Regions from separate parts of the Mus musculus genome. Here region 1 is linked to region 2. The links are chromatin contacts, called in public Hi-C maps. All regions are on one chromosome and are shown on one strand. Each heading gives the region's core, a stretch centred on a gene start, on an enhancer-like site or on the middle of the called end of the contact. The rest is flanking DNA. Distances are from core to core; before and after follow the strand shown. Region 1 holds the start of Dhrs7 (dehydrogenase/reductase (SDR family) member 7). Region 2 overlaps Pcnx4 (pecanex homolog 4).

Region 1 (2,958 bases), core at 360-2,859, 83 kb before region 2:
TTTGTGTGCATGAATGTTTTGTCTGAAAGTATGTTTGTGCACCATGTGAGTGCCTGATGCCCTCGGAGGTCAGAGATGGGAAATGGATCCCCTGGGACAAGAGTTACCAACAGATGTGAGCTGCCATGTGGGTGTGGAAATTGAACCCAGGTTCTCTGCAAGAGCAACAAGTGCCTCTAACAGCAGAGCCACCTCTCCAGCTCCAGTACGGAAAAACACTCTAAAGCTCTGCCTTGGCACTTCGACACTCAGCACCCACCCGGGTCTAATCCCTAGGGGTGGACAGGAAGAGATCATAGCTTCCTGCCAGTCTCCCAAGCCCAATGTCCCAGTCTCAGATCCCTCATCCCCACAGCTTGGGGTTGTGACCCATCGGAACACTAGATCCACTGCAGTCCTGTCCTTTTACAGAAGGGGAAACATTTGGGATAAGATTCATCATGAGACTCTGTGTGGTATTTTAAGACATCTTATTACAAAAGTAATGTGCTACAAAATAAAAATAAAATTCACATGGCCCAGGTGATACGTCAATTAGAGCAATTCTTGACCAATATTATTCCAAATGGCAGTCCAAAAGTTTAGCTAACTGACATGCACCTTGAACTATACCACAGCAATTTCTGATTAACACTAGTTCAAATATTTCCTGCATAGATCACTCTAAAGATGCAAAATATAGACCTTTGTAAACCTTTTCTCACTGCAATGAAAAAAGTGACAATTCAGCTGGGCGTGGTGGCGCACACCTTTAATCCCAGCACTTGGGAGGCAGAGGCAGGCGGATTTCTGAGTTTGAGGCCAGCCTGGTCTACAAAGTAGAAACAGAGAAACCCTGTCTCGGAAAAAAAAAAGTGACAATTTATAAAAACAATACTAACAAACACAGAAGAAAGAACAGAGCAATTAGTGTGCACAGAGGCCTTTCCATATTCAAATGCTGTCAAATGATAATGGCATCATTTACAAACGGTGGCAGGAGGACACCAACCTGAGTGTTTTTAGCTCCTGGAACTTAGCAACAGTTGCCTTCTAGCCCAGTTAGTTTTATGTTCTGATTACTCTGGGCCATGATAGCCAACTTTTGGCCAAATATGAGTATCATTTGTAATGTTTTTCTAAATATAAGCGGCCAGTCCACGAGGGCAACCCAGTTCAAGTGCTGAGTTACTTCGGTATGCTTATCTCAGTCCACAAGCTTAAAGTGAAAGGAAAACAGATTAGGAAGAGTGAGTGAGGGTTTGGCTCAGCTTTTGGGAGCTTGCCCAGCGCGAAGAAGGACCTGGGCACAATTCCCAGCGTGGAGCGGGGGATGGGGCCTCGGGGTCGGAGCGGGCAGTGATCAAAGTTTTGTTTTGTTTCTCGCCAAGGCACCACCAAAGCCCTGAAAAGTCGTCCTAAAAACAGCTGTTAAAGACTCCTTCATGCCCTCACAAATCTTGTTGACTGCTCTCCCAACAGCAGTTTCCCAAGATTCCATGCCTTCTATTGCAACACCCCGGCAGTCTTGCACGCAGTAGGGACGCGCAGAGACGCCGTGGTGCAGCCCGGGACACAGATGGAGCCCCACCTTCGGGGACTCGCTAGGCGGAGCCCCGGGTTGTGACCCGCCGCGTAGAGGGCGGGCGCCGACTGTCTTCCGCTTGCGGCAGAGTCGGGTAGGCAAGGGACAGCGATGAGCTGGGAGCTGCTGTTGTGGCTGCTGGCGCTGTGCGCGCTGATCCTGCCCCTTGTGCAGCTCTTGCGCTTTTTGCGGGCGGATGCGGACCTGACCTTGTTGTGGGCTGAATGGCAAGGGCGACGCCCAGGTGAGCATCCTCTACAGCCTGGGCTCTAAGGAAGATCAGGGCCGAGGTCCCTCCCAGCTGTTGCCAAGCTGAGCCTTGACCAAGGGCTGAGGGTCCGGGAGGAAGAGGCAGGGGCTAAACAGGCAGTACCCACTCTGTCGCTTGTCTTAATTCGAAAATGGCCCTGATTTGTTACCCAGACTAGGATAGAAAACGTCAAACCCCAAGAGAGCGCTGCAATTCTCTGATGCCTGCAAGACACAGACTTCTTCCGTAGGATCCCCGGACACTCTCAGGGAAGGCACCATGGAGAGCAGAGTGTGTCCCTTGCTTTCTAAGAGGCCGGAACATTCTTTGATCCTGCACTTTTTACTTTCCCGGAAGCACCCAAAGAAAATTTGGCCTGAATCACTTACTCACCTGCTCACTTGGTTAAAATTTTCGCAATAGAAAGCGCTGAGCTGGCTTTTTGCCAGGAGGGAGATCATTCTGTGTACAGTAAGGCACGTTTCGCCCGCTCCACTTCGATCTGCAGCTTGCGTGGTGTTTAATGTTCACTTAATACATGATTCACATGCTCCGATATATCAGTTCACAGATGCTGCTGGGTGTTATGTCACGTTGGCAGTGTGTTCAGCAGGCCACAGACAGCCTCTGACCTTTGGCGTTAACAATTCTGATGACATGGGCACTCTTCGTATTGTTTTTCAGTTAAAGACATTGACAGAGAAACTCAAAGCCTCCCTAGGTAGGCTTTTCTGATCCTTAAAGGACTAAGTGGGATTCCACTGTTCGTGGTGGAAAATACACAAAGCACCCGAACAAAAATGCTTTGAAGTAGCTGGTGGCTCAGAAGGTACTGCATTCAAAGTCAGCAGGGCAGGAGTAGGTGACAGCTGGATCTTGGATTTTATGTCCCTCCCAGATGTTGGCAGGCATCCTTGCTGTCTTTTCTCTGAAGCTGCATTGCCTTGGCTCAAACAGTTGCAGTACTGACAAATGCAACTGCACAGTGTGCTTGTGGATTCAGCGCTGCAAAACAGGAGAGGGCATGGCTGTGACTCGGAGACTGTCAGTGTTGAGGGCAAGAATCCTAAATACCCCATACATCTTTTAACTGTAACTCTCCACTGAGCACCATTGAGACAGATGGATGTATCTGTAAGCTCAC
Region 2 (3,251 bases), core at 399-2,898:
TTTAACCACACACCATATCTTAGCTTCTCAGACTTTTAACTGCCATTTACTGAGGTGTCACATGCTTCTAGGGAGAAACAGCCAGTTACAGAACTCAGGACTCTAGGTTTCATTCTTCGGGTGGGCTTTTCTAGCTCTCTATGAGATGACTATAGAAAATTGCCCATGCACTGCTAACCTGAGAAGCTGAGAAGTGAGCTTTAGAGAGGTACGAGAGTCAGTTTTTAGTATCTGGTAGAGAAAGTAAGTGACACACAGGTTCAGTGTGAGGAGCATGATAAAGTAATTCGGTTGGGCTAGGCACATATACATATACATATACATATACATATACATATACATATACATATACATATACATATACATATACATATACAAATACATACATCTTAACATCAATTTGGTGGTGATGTTTTCAGTCTTTGGAACACATCGGATTGTGTACTATATATGTAGGCAGTGAGCTGCAGAGGAAACTGCTGAGGAGGATTTATCACTTTGAGAGGTCAGATGGAAGAGGAAAGGCAGCGAAGGTTCTTGAGAACAAATACCCAGAGAGGTCAAAGAATGTGATGTGGAGGAAGCCCTGACAAAGGTGCCACAGGTGCCGCAGGAAAGATCGCTCAAAACATACCCCCATGCTTGCTGTTCAGGGCCAAGTAAGGTGAGGGCATGGCATAGAACAGCCAGATGTTTGACATGTAGGTCAGTAATGGCCTCAACCTTTGTTTTTAGGAGGAACGGAGACAGAATCTAGAGTGGAATGTATTATCAATGAGAGGCAACTCCTGCCTGCTGCCATACAGCGCAGGTTGGGCAGAGGACACTCAGAGGCGCAGGTGCCACTAAGATGATTTCATAAGTGGTGGAGATGTGTCAGAGAAAGAGAAGCAGAAATGGTATGTGCACAATGAAGAGAGGAACCACTGGAGATCAGAGGGTAGTGAGGAACAGCCTGATGTGATTAGCTTGCCTTGCCCCCTGAGGCCATGGTGAGATCCTGGCACTGTACTGCTGTCCATGACCTCGCCTGGGTCTGTGGCCCTGCAGCCGCAGGGATCTGTGTCAATATCTGTGGTTCATGTTTCCACCAAAGGTCATGGGGACTTCCTTGGTCTGGGTGGCTGCCTGGGGACATGTTGGTATCTGAGGACTGAGCAGAACTGGCTCTGCCCTCTTACCTGGGTAGCTTGTCAAAGCTGGCCCCTAACGATGGTAGGCTCACCAACCCAGCTACCACCTGGGCCCAGATTTGGGGCTCTGAGTTGACCCACTCCAACATCTAACCTATCTATGAACTGCTGCAGAAGGGCTCAGTCATAGAGAACCAAAGCTTCAGGATCTCCACACACAGGGCAATAACAGGATCTCTGAGAAGAGTCCTGGTGAGGATCCAGTATTGATAATATAACAGAAGCCAGAGGCCTCGAACCAGACCCATGATTCATTGCAATAAAGCTTTGCAAGAAAAGCTGTTTGGGCAAAAGGGCACACTGCATGGCACACTGCAGCTTCCACAGCAAGATGGTTTTATTTTTAAATTTTTATTATTTTTCTTTTGAAGGAGAGATTGCAAGGGTGGAGGATAAATATAGAAGGGTGGGGAGATGAGTGGGACTCGGGTGCATGATGTGAAGTTCACAAAAAATCAATACAAAGTTAAAAAAATTCAAATCACTAAAACAAACAATTGAGAAAAACCAACAAACCAAAAGTCAAACCAAACCAAACCAAACAAGCAACCAAAAATATCCAACCCCCCCCCCCCAAAAAAAAACCCCAAGAATCAAAAAACAAAAAATGAGATTGGTAACTATGTGATTATTTTAGAATAATACAAAACCAAGGGAGGTGAGGCCAAGGGGGTATGGCCAAGGGGGGCTAATCACAAACTATAACCAGCTCAGTCATTTCTTTTTCTCTTTTCTCTTCTTCTCTTCTCTTCTCTTCTCTTCTCTTCTCTTCTCTTCTCTTCTCTTCTCTTCTCTTCTCTTCTCTTCTCTTCTCTTCTCTTCTCTTCTCTTCTCTTCTCTTCTCTTTCTCCTCTCCTCTCTCCTCTCCTATCCTCTTCTCTTCCCTTCTCCTCTTTCTCTTCTCTCCTCTTCCCTCTCCTCTCCTCTCCTCTCCTCTCCTCTCCTCTCCTCTCCTCTCCTCTCCTCCCCTCCCCTCCCCTCCCCTCCTCTCTCTTTTCTTTTTCTTTTCTTTTCTTTTCTTTTCTTTTCTTTTCTTTTCTTTTCTCTTTTCTCTTCTCTCTTCTCTTCTCTTCTCTTCTCTTCTCTTCTCTTCTCTTCTCTTCTCTTCTCTTCTCTTCTCTTCTCTTCTCTTTTCTTTTCTTTTTCCGAGACAGGGTTTCTCTGTAGCCCTGAAGTACTGGAACTTACTCTGTAGACCTGTAGACCAGGCTGGCTTCAAACTCAGAAATCTTTCTGCCTCTACCTCCCAAGTGCTGGGATTAAAGGTGTGATCCACCACTGCCCAGCAAGCTCAGTCATTTCTAAAGAAAATGCATCATCATCTTGAGATTCTCTGAGTTCTTGGCGGTTTAGTTAGAAATCGAGTAAGGAATAAAGCAGGTTCCCATCTGCAGAGGCTTACATCATCGTCTTCCTTCCCTCCAGGTAACTGTAACTCATTTCTAGGCAGCGAGAGGATAATGATGAAACTCTTACCACTTTAAGGAAATTTCCCATTACTTCCAAGTTTCAGCTCAAATACTCAGAGCCCTGATGGTCCCACTGGGTAATTCATTATTGCATGTGGAGTCAGAACTATGGGATGTCTTCTGGTTGTGAGAACACTCACGGTGAATGAAGAGCTGTTTCATTTATATATAATAGAAATTTGTGGGAGAGAAATTTGGCTGGGACGGTCTCTTAGTTGGTAAAGTGCTTGCCATCTAGGCATGGTGACCTCAAGTTGTTCTCCAGCCCTCATGCAGAAAGCCAGGCACCGAGGTGTGTGCTTCTTATCCCACTGCTGCGGAGGTAGACACAGTGTGGGTCTCACTGGCTGCAGAGGTGGACACAGCATGGGTCTCACTGGTTGGCCAGTCTAGCCAACTCAGCAAGTCCAAGTCCCTGAGAGAGATACTGCCTGAGGTTGGCCTCTGGCCTCCACAAGCCTGGGTAGGCACCTATACACATGGATATCCCTCTCTAAACACAAAGAACAAAATTTAGCTGGTGAGATTTTATTTCAAGTTTTTTCGGTTTCCAAGCCAAGTATATGAATCATGGATACACTGAATGGAA

Evidence for each region. A called contact is a pair of places that touch in the nucleus more often than the background predicts.
Region 1: a contact with region 2 is called in a Hi-C map of liver, with 2.3 times the contacts expected there. The contact joins the promoter of Dhrs7 here to the enhancer-like site in region 2. A contact is called at or near these places in 2 of 39 promoter capture datasets (both in liver), 1 of 15 datasets of contacts at CTCF or cohesin (the NIH/3T3 cell line), 17 of 484 Hi-C or Micro-C datasets (the G1E-ER4 cell line, the HPC-7 cell line, cortical neurons and 3 more), 5 of 115 datasets of contacts at active chromatin or transcription factors (bone marrow-derived macrophages, embryonic stem cells and liver) and 3 of 9 other capture datasets (adipose tissue, liver and pancreatic islet).

The regions. Positions count from the first base shown.
Region 1 is chr12:72,663,479-72,666,436 of GRCm38.p6, reverse strand. It overlaps Dhrs7 (dehydrogenase/reductase (SDR family) member 7), which reads left to right and starts at 1,609. Exons shown (of 7, transcript NM_025522.5): 1 at 1,609-1,808. The coding sequence starts at 1,676.
Region 2 is chr12:72,580,043-72,583,293 of GRCm38.p6, reverse strand. Pcnx4 (pecanex homolog 4) reads right to left here. Exons shown (of 11, transcript NM_026327.3): 11 at 3,081-3,251. Among named protein-coding and RNA genes, the nearest start is that of Pcnx4, 45 kb to the right of the region's middle. Within about 2 kb of position 1,648, at least 2 of the 459 cell types and tissues checked have an H3K27ac peak or open chromatin away from gene starts, as enhancers often do. A contact at or near this core is called in liver, where this site is marked.